2 separate regions of the Gossypium hirsutum genome follow, and region 1 is linked to region 2. A link is a contact called in public Hi-C data. All regions are on one chromosome and are shown on one strand. Each heading gives the region's core, a stretch centred on a gene start, on an enhancer-like site or on the middle of the called end of the contact. The rest is flanking DNA. Distances are from core to core; before and after follow the strand shown.

What was found. Hi-C and Micro-C count contacts between places; a contact is called where the count stands out from the background.
Region 1: a Hi-C map of leaf shows a contact between it and region 2, with 2.4 times the contacts expected there. The contact joins the promoter of LOC107899304 here to the promoter of LOC107899302 in region 2. A contact is called at or near these places in 6 of 34 Hi-C or Micro-C datasets (anther and leaf).

What each region holds. Positions count from the first base shown.
Region 1 is chrD04:44,871,820-44,876,664 of Gossypium_hirsutum_v2.1, reverse strand. It overlaps LOC107899304 (cyclin-dependent protein kinase inhibitor SMR3), which reads left to right and starts at 1,815. Exons shown (of 2, transcript XM_016824981.2): 1 at 1,815-1,988; 2 at 2,086-2,762. The coding sequence starts at 1,919. The coding sequence ends at 2,591.
Region 2 is chrD04:44,734,815-44,739,536 of Gossypium_hirsutum_v2.1, reverse strand. LOC107899302 (RING-H2 finger protein ATL33) reads right to left here and starts at 1,505. Exons shown (of 1, transcript XM_016824979.2): 1 at 353-1,505. The coding sequence starts at 1,352. The coding sequence ends at 618.

The DNA.
Region 1 (4,845 bases), core at 566-3,065, 140 kb before region 2:
TTCATTATCCTGCTAAACATACATTATTAAACTTGTTTTTAATTACTTTCAACATGTACTTGAATCCCTAAACCCAAAAATGCTCCATTTTCCAAGCCACATTCACTTCCCACATTACCACACTTATGGGTTGCTCAAACAAATCACCAAACATTTGGTAAAAAAGAGTTAAAATCTTTTAAAATTGTCAAATAAAAATCATTATTTTTTTCAAATATTTTTAAATAAAGGGTTCTCAAATGCTCAAATATTAAATATTACAACGTGAGATCAAGTGTGTAAAAATTCTTTATTAGAGCACTTTTGAAATGATTTATTTCTTATTTAAACAATTTAAAAAATTTGATGTTTATGTAATAATCAAAAAAATCTAACCTCAATTGATGAAACCATGCATTTAAAGCATGAGATTAACTCAACTTTCTTCAATTTATCATCTCAAAAATGTGACATTTTTGTATAGTGTTTTTGGGGTTTGAAACAACAATTTGTTTACATTAAATTGATAGAAAGAGATAATGGGGGCTGGTGATAGTTGTTAGTTGGGTGAGTATGGAAGGGTTACCAAATCTTAACACCTTCCATTTTTCTTGGGGGAGGAATCCAAAATTACTGATCCCTAAAGACTGACTAACAATTAGAAGATCATAAGGGACTAAGTATAGACCAATCCAATCCCATATTCTCCTCTTAATTCTATTTTGACTTTTGAGGTACATTAATTTTGCATTTAAACATTGTGGAGCCATCTTTTTTTTTCCCCCTATTGATAGCATTTCCCTTGCCATGCTACATGGAAAAGAAAAAAAAAAAGGCCTATTCGGATAGCATTGATGGTGCAAATATTTTCTTCACCTTTCAGCAAAAATAAGTAATACCTAGCTAGATTTAGCTGGATCAGTGAACAACGATATATACCATTTCTAGTAATGGTCTTATTTCTTTTCAAAACCCTTTATCTCTTGATATGCTTGAGTCTAAGGGAAACTCAAGTGTTCATCATAGGCTTCTTTGTAAATAAATAAAGCCTTTCCCTTATTCCTAGTGCCTAAATCAAACAAAAATAAGATATAAAAGTAAAAAACAAAAAAACAAAAAACTAACTAATTGCCCCTCATTTGGATGATTAAGCCTTGGGGAGAAGCTGGTAAAGAAAAATACAAATTCAAAGTTAGTTGGTCCCTTGCTTGCAAGTTAAACAAAGCATCTAATGTAAGTTTCCTAAACAATATCATGAGATGGGGTTTGGATTAACACATCAAACGTCCCACTGGTCCCCATTGTATAGCAACCCACGTGCATAGATACATCAAAGTTCGTATATCAACTATCATAAAAGAACCCCCTTCCCCTCAAGTAGAATAATTTAAAACAAAGACGAAAAGTTAGTGCCAATTATACAAAGATATATTGAATTGTTTTCATGAATATAGTCATTTGAGTAAGTAGTTGGTGATGGTTCTCAATCAAAGCTAACACTTGGGGCGAAGGATCCTATGCACAAAAAACTAGGATGTTTTAATTATGCTTTGAGTTTTAAGGAATTATTCTTTACTAATTCAATTTTAATTTAATTAACACAATTGAAATTTCAGTAATTAAGAGAATGTAAATTTAAATATGCTTATATGGTTGGTTACAGATAGAAGTAGGCATTATAATTTTATCTTCACATTTTAAAATATCATTTGAGATCAAACAAGTAAAAAGATTAAATATAAAAGTTCTAAGAATATAGGGACTAAGAGTAGAAATAGACCAACTAGAAACTCTCTCTTTTATAAATCCACCTCTTGGCTAAAATAGTTTCTCCTATTTCTTTATTGTTTTTCTTTACTTTCACTAAAAGTGGAGAAAAACCCCGAAACAAAATGTAAAATAATAGGAATTCAAGGAAAACAAAAAAGACTATGATTTGATGATTATATTCCATTCTTTGTTTAAGATCTCCATTTTATGTTGTCAACCCATATCTTTTCCCTTATTAGGTAGCTTCTTCTCCTCCTTTGTTTTGTCTCTTAGTAGTTGGATTCCCTTCTCTCAATCAATATTGTACCTTGTTCAGTTTGATCTTAATGTACGCAGAATTCAGCCAGATTTCCCTTCTCACCATGTCCAATTCAGAGCTGATCCTTGTTAATAAAGACGATGATCAGAAAAGGATCGTGAAACGACCGCCCTTGGAGTTTCAAGACGAGTGCTGCTGTGAAGCTACAGCCATTTATAATTATCCTTCAAATGATATTCCCGGTGATGATGATCGAGAACCAGCAGTAGTGCAAGATGATGAAGAGAAAAAGGGAATCGAAAAGGACAAGAAGAAACATATATGTTCAGGAGAATTGAAGGTAAGGGTTGATGATGATGATGATGGGTTCAAGACCCCGACGTCTATGGACCATAAAATCCCAGAGAAGAAACAATGCCCACCTGCACCAAGAAAGCCAAAGGCGAATAAAAGAAAAGCATCGCCCAGTGCAAGCATATGCAGTGTTTCAGAAGAGGTTGAGTCCTGGTTTGCTGCCTCACTTGTTGATGATTTACACCGTAAGATGAAGAAAGCTCGAACGCAAGAGAATGGATCATGTTAATTTGTTTGTAGCATCATATCATGTATACATATCAGTTTATCTATATTCGGTAAGAAATAATTTTATGTAAAATGAGAACCATATGGTATAATAATATTCCTATGAAAATGGGGAGTGCATGCAGCATGGTATCGCTTGAAATTAAATTGTTAAGTATACCAGTTCCTTCAACTGTTTACATTGATGTTTTTCGATAATTTGTAGGTTTGAATTCCGACATTTAATTTTTATGATCAATCTATACATTAGAGCTCTAATTGTTCTTTAGCTTGTTTATTTCTTAAATAGAAAAAACCGAAAGATTGATGGGTAGGAGTTGTTTTGGGATCCAACTTCAAATTTAACAACAAAAATGTTATGTTGCTGTGAAGTATGGAAAAATATTAAAAAATATACAAGAGTTGCAGCTTTAATAATTAGGAATCCCAGCTATTTTTGAGCTCAAGGTATTATGCTCCTTTATTGAAGAGGTTCCTAGATCAGAACTTGAATATTCGGGTCTGAGTACATGTATGTTTTCATACACATGTGACATGTGCATTATCATTTTAAGGGAAAAAAGCTTTATTTCGTTTTAAACTAAAAAGGAATAAAATATAATTTAGAAAATTCAATCATGCCGATTTGATTAGAGATACTATCCTATTCAATTTGTCCAAAATCGAATTGAGAATGAAACCCAAGTCTAATTTGGGCTATGGGTTTTTTTTAAAAGGGGAGTGGTTTGTAATAGGCCTTTGTAGTAAAGAAATAGAACCCAGCCCACCAGATTGTTGTCAATTCTCAAAGAAAAACACACATGTGATCAATCTATTAGGGTTTACGTGTATGTGGAAGTTATCAAGTCATTGAATAAATGTTCGCAAGGATTGCCTGCAAGTTATTATATAATGGGTAAATATGACTTTTGTTCACTTTACCAAATTGATATTTTATGTTTTTTTTTTAAATTAATACTTAAACTTTTTTCCGTCAACCAAATCAATACATTTTTGTAATGCTGTTAAATTTTAGACAGGTGGCAGGATAATATTGTGACACATGATATGATGGCATCATGATGTCATAATTTACCAAATATATTAAAAATTAATAAAAAAGTATTTTTAAAAGCTATATCCATTTTCTTTCATTTTCTTCCATTTTCCTTTTCCTGATTATCTTTTTCTTCTTCCCAATTTCCCTTTTCTTTTATTTTTTTCTTCTTCCTTCTATGAACCTTAGCTATCGCCATCTACAACTGTCGGAGCTCCGATCGGGCACCATCAGAACACTCCTCTCCACTACCTATCTTCAAACCGTCAGTTAGTTTTCCAAGAATCCGACCAAAATTTGATGAAACAAAGGCCAAAGCTTCGATCTCTTTCTTTCTCCAATCTCTTTTTTACATTGTCAAATCACCATCGGTCTCCGGTATGTGGTACGTCGTGTCGGGGTTCAACTTACAATCGTTGGGATCACCGAACGGAGATTTGGAGTTCCAAACTCAAACTCGAACGAATAAGTCCTTTGACTTTCCTTCCTATTTTTGCTTTTCTCTTCTTTTTTTTTACTAATTTTGGGTTATTTGGTTTTGGTTATTGTTTTTGGTTACTTGGCTTTGCTGGGTTTGGAAGCTCTCAAAGCATCAAAGATGTCATCAAATCCATTAAGAAAATGCCCAAGAATTCAAACTCGAAACTTTTTCCCGAGTCCAACAGTCAACTTGAATCCAATTCGAATAACTCATCGCCTTAACCTCGTCGAAGTAGTTTTACTTCTACTACCATTACATGCCTTGTTCGAAACCCTAACCCTTTTAAGTTGACAGAGGGTCATTCTTCAAGGAATGGGGTTGAGATTATTTTTTATACTAGTTGGAGTCCTAAGGCTTTTATGGGTTGAATTGAGATGATTTTTAAAGTTCAAAACAAGTCGAGGACGGTAACCCAGTTGATAAGTATCGAGAGACGGTCAAACCTTGGTCTGGGTCAGGTGATTTGGTTTTCGGCAACGAGGAAAACACGAGGTGTGTGGTAGATGGGAATGAAGTAATGGGGTTTCATTGTTTGTGTCCAACTTTGGAGATCTACTCAATGAACGAAGTGTGGCTATTTTCTAGTGGGAAAGGAGTGCCAGTAGTGGGAAAGGGAAGAAAGCGATGTTGGTTGGCAAGGACATTTTTAACATATTTTTTAATTATGACTTTATCATGCTATGTGCCACAATCTTATCCTGCTACCTCTCTTAAATTTAATGGCATTAAAAAAAAGTA
Region 2 (4,722 bases), core at 256-2,755:
TACCTTAGCATGAATGGGCAGTAGCATGTGGATGGGTTCTGAATTTGATCCTACGTTCTGTGCCTAGATAAAGCGGAAGCGTAGGAAACCTTTATGTTTTGTATTGTGTTGTGATTTAATTTAATTTAATTTAAATGCACTAATTTTTTTTATAAAACAAATACAATTCATAAATTATTTATACTTACTTTAAAATATCTAAAATTAAAAATAATATACATTTAAGTTAATTTAATTAAAAGTATTCTTAAAATTATTTCCGGAACAATCATGTAAACTGAGTTTGAGCATTAATGGTCAGTCGGCAAATACAACTTGTGTCAAAGAGAGAAGTAAAAGTATAAAACGTGGATCACGCGTGTGAGGTATGCTTTTTGTAAATCAAGTAAAGAATTACAAGACTGATGAAGTCGGTGAAAACAAGCGTTTTGCTGCAATTTATCAACACAAGGCCACCCCTAGTTGGAAGAATAAGGAATATGCACACAAAAAGGGTTCTTCTCATAGCAGAATCACAGACAAATCTAAGTGAATATATCTCAATTTCCAACTTTGGACTCATGATTCTATAGTACTACCAGTTCTTGAAATTTGAGCAATAAAGGGTTGTAAAAAAATCAAACCAAACTAGCTGCATCTGGCAAGCCTTGATGGTGATCACTATCTCTAGTTGAGCCTGAACCAGGCGGCGGCGTACGGTTGTTGTTTGGCCTCTTTACAGCAACAGAAGCCCGGCAAATAGGACAATTGTTATGATTGTCAAGCCACAAATCAATGCAAGTAGTATGAAACGAGTGCTTGCATCCACTCAACTGCTTTACTTCTTCCCCATCTGCAAACACTGATAAACAAACGGGACACTCATTCCCGATTTCTTTAGAATGAGTCTCTTTTTGGTACTTGACACCTGAAACAGGCTCCCTCCTCCTCTCGGTTATTTCAACAACAGTACTACTCCCATGATTGTAACCGGGAAGGTCTTCGGGGCTGTCGTGATGACGTTCCCCGGAAGACCAAGGAGGGCACTTGACGGCGAAAAAGAAAGAGTAGATTAAAGCGGGGATAGTTATGACAGCCATAAGAGCGAGAATGAATTCAAGAGGGGATAAATCAACGCTTCTCGGTGAATCAGGGAAAGGTGGGGGTTGATTGATTGTCACTATAGTAACAGTGGATGCGTTTTGATCTGTAAGAGGGTATATTTGGGGTGATGAAGAGAAAGGTAATGGGGGAGGTGAGCCGATAATAGTGCTGTTGGTCGTGTTGTCAGGCTGGAAATCCGGTGGCGACGACACAAAGAACGGCGGCTGCGGCGGTGGTTGTGACATGATAACGGTTGGTGAGTTCTCCATGATAAAGGAGAAAACAATGGTAAAACTTGAATTATTTTTTATTGAGCAGGTAAAGGAAGAAATGGTGCTAGGGGCGGTGGTGGGGGAATGGAGATGTAGTTTTCGGGTATTCTGAAAAAGCAAGAATTGAGAGGGAAATGTGGGGACAAATTTCATATAAAATCATGAAAGCAACGCATGTTATTGGTTTATGGATTTTGTTTTTAAGCATAAAGGTAATTAAAATCTTGACTGCAAAAGTCAAGAAAGGAGGCCCAAATGAATGCAACTCGACCTACTTATGTTCTTGACCCGTTGCCCACATTATTCAGGCCCAAATTTATATTAGGCAAGAATCCAAGTCATAAGAGAATGAGTGGAATTTCATTGATTAACCTGCCTTTCTCTCTTTGGGTCACTTCCAAGCAAATTAACAATGATATTGTTGAAGAAACCCACATGTTTTCTTTGAAAATTGAAATTAGGTTCTACTAAGATAACTCAACTCCATTATCAAATAATAATAATAATTCAGTTATCATATATTTAGAAAAGTAGGCAGTTGCTTGGTGTGAATCCAAAGAAGAATTGTAATTGATGAGATAACATTTCCATCATCATTGCAAATGGAATCGTGGACTATAGAATTTATAGCCTATGCTCCATATCATTATTTCTCATTCTAACAAGTCAGAAAAATCATCAAGTTTTCTTTCTATAAATTCATTTGATGGATTTATTCTTCCAGCAGAATTAATGTAACTGAAAGATGATCTGGTGCTGATGCTTTCTTACGTACTCAACTAAATGACTTTTTATTACTTAAATGCCAACCAAAACAGTAGTTTGACTTGCTGTCACGAGCTGTGGAATGTAAATCAACTTGTGCAGTATTAAGCAATAAAAAGAATTTAAATAAATTATTGTTATTAGGTATACTAGTTATTTTAATTTCGCAAGCAAATTATTTCAAGAAGGAAGAGATAGAGAAGAAAAGGTGATTGTTATTAAGAAGTTAATTCACCTATGACAAGTGAAGAGCCGAAAGAATAAGTTGAAAGGAAAAAAAAAGAAACTTAAGAGAATTTAAATAATCCATAGCGGGTGATATAAAAAATGTGAATGAGAATCACCTAGTAAAAATAAGACAGTAGACCATCCGTGAATGCATTCTAAGTTGCCTCTAATGTTACCATTGTGTAAGCTAATGTAGGGGTACAAAAATATTTAAAGAAAGATTATTATATAATGCATTATTGTGAATAGACTCTCTTTTCTTTTAACCGTTTTTTAACATCAAAAGTAAAGTTAAGAACTTTTTGTCTTTTTTATTAATTAAAAGATATGTGACGGATGTATAAATATTTGCCCTTAAAAGAAATAAAAGGTTATCCAAATTAATAATATATAATATGCAATATGCTAAAAAGAAACCCGAGATGAAAAGAACACATAGAAGACGTATTATGGTCAAAATCCAAAAAGAAACCTACTGCTCCACTATCCCAAAATTCTAATCCCTTGCTATCCAATGATAACATAGCAGATATCAAACTGCTCAAATAACTTGTTTGCTATGGACATAATTAAAAAATATATAATAAAAAAAGAGTTTAATTTACATGTGCTGTGATTTCCACCAAACTCATTAGACATGGGCTGTGACGTTGCTATACATATGTTCAAAAAACACTAAACAAAACACTTTAGGGTTAGTGAGAGGAGTAGGATCCCCAATTGCTACCAATCTCCTTCAACATCTCTCTATAACTTGTTTCAATCATTGTGTTTTGAATAGTAACAATGGTTATTTTTTCCCCCTCCCCTTTTGTTTCTTTTAGGTTTTTAATATTATCTCACATACAAAATTTACTTTTGCATCTTACCAATATCATTTCTTTATTTATAATTACATTTTTAAAAAGGTAAAGTAATAATGTTTTATCTAAATTATTAGTTTTAAGAAATTTATGTATTAAAATTTAAAATATTTAGATATCCCTAAATGTTGGGTTCATTATTGGTTCGTGAGAATAACCCCACATTTTGTTGCCCATTTCCATTTTTGTTGCCCCCAACTTTCACATCTTTGTATGTGAGATAATGGGATGTGTAGTTGGTAGTTTTTTATGGGAACTATCACTATAAATGCCAACTAGCATAAGGTCCTTAAGCACCGAAAAAAAAAACAAAACAAAAAATACTTCATCTAGTGAGGTTTTCAAGTGTTTAGAAGACTTTGACGATTTTCAATTTTTCGTACGGCTAAATTCAACGACCTCATCTGTGGTTTGGCGTGCTTGTCAGTGGTGCTGCAACATTTGATTTTGGCATTTGGTTCAGGCGATAACTGGAGGCATTTATGTTCGATCTTTTTTGCTGCACTATATTGTAAATTATTATTTATGCTAACATTTGGTATCCGAGCCAGGTGTATCTCTATCTTGTCCGGTTTTAAAAGTTTATAATTTTCTCAAAATGTTGATGTCATGTTTCTTTGAATTATTATTTTTAAACATTTTTTGAGAGTCTTTATTGCAAACTTTTTTGCAAAATCGTTAGATTTTACTAAAATGAAATTTCTAAGATTTTTTATCAATAATTTAGTTTAAAAAAAATTAGAAATTTGTTGTTTGAATATTTATGCTTGGAGGAAATGGTTGTATGTGAATTATTTGGTTATTAGTTACATACATTTTTTATGTGCATTAAATTTTTTAGACTTATGGCATAAGGTATTTTGCAATAAAACTTTAGAATATATGTCTAGGGGTCTAAATAATTTTATTTAATTAGAGAATTATCCATAATAACTTTAATTAAATGAAATTATTTATTATATATAGTAAAGATCTCATAAGGTTTATAGACATTAGATGTTGAATAATAACTTAACAATGATCTTGAATAAAGTTTAAGGATTAATATCTAACTAAGTGATTTTCAAAATTTTATTTAGTTAAAGACTAGCTACAACATATTTAGTTAAATAAAATTATTAAAGTTAAAAATCACATACAGAAAGCATAGATATTAAATTCTATTGCATAATTTATTAAGATAAAATTATTAAATGAATTTTCATAATTACCCATAGGAGTTATGGAAATAAATTTAATAATTTTCATAGAAAAAAAGATAGTAAATAATTCTATCATAAAATGGATATAATTGAATTAAAAATTTAGCTCACAAATAATTTTTATGTCACTAGATTCAATATTTACATAATTTGCATTGGTAAATTATGATTTATGTTTGCCTTAAATTTGTGTTAAACATGTATGTTCATTTATTTTGCAGTTTTACAATTTGTGAATATGCCTGATAATAGAGTAGATATCCCTAAATTAACTAGTGAGAACTTTAAGTTATGGAAGGAGAGTATTCT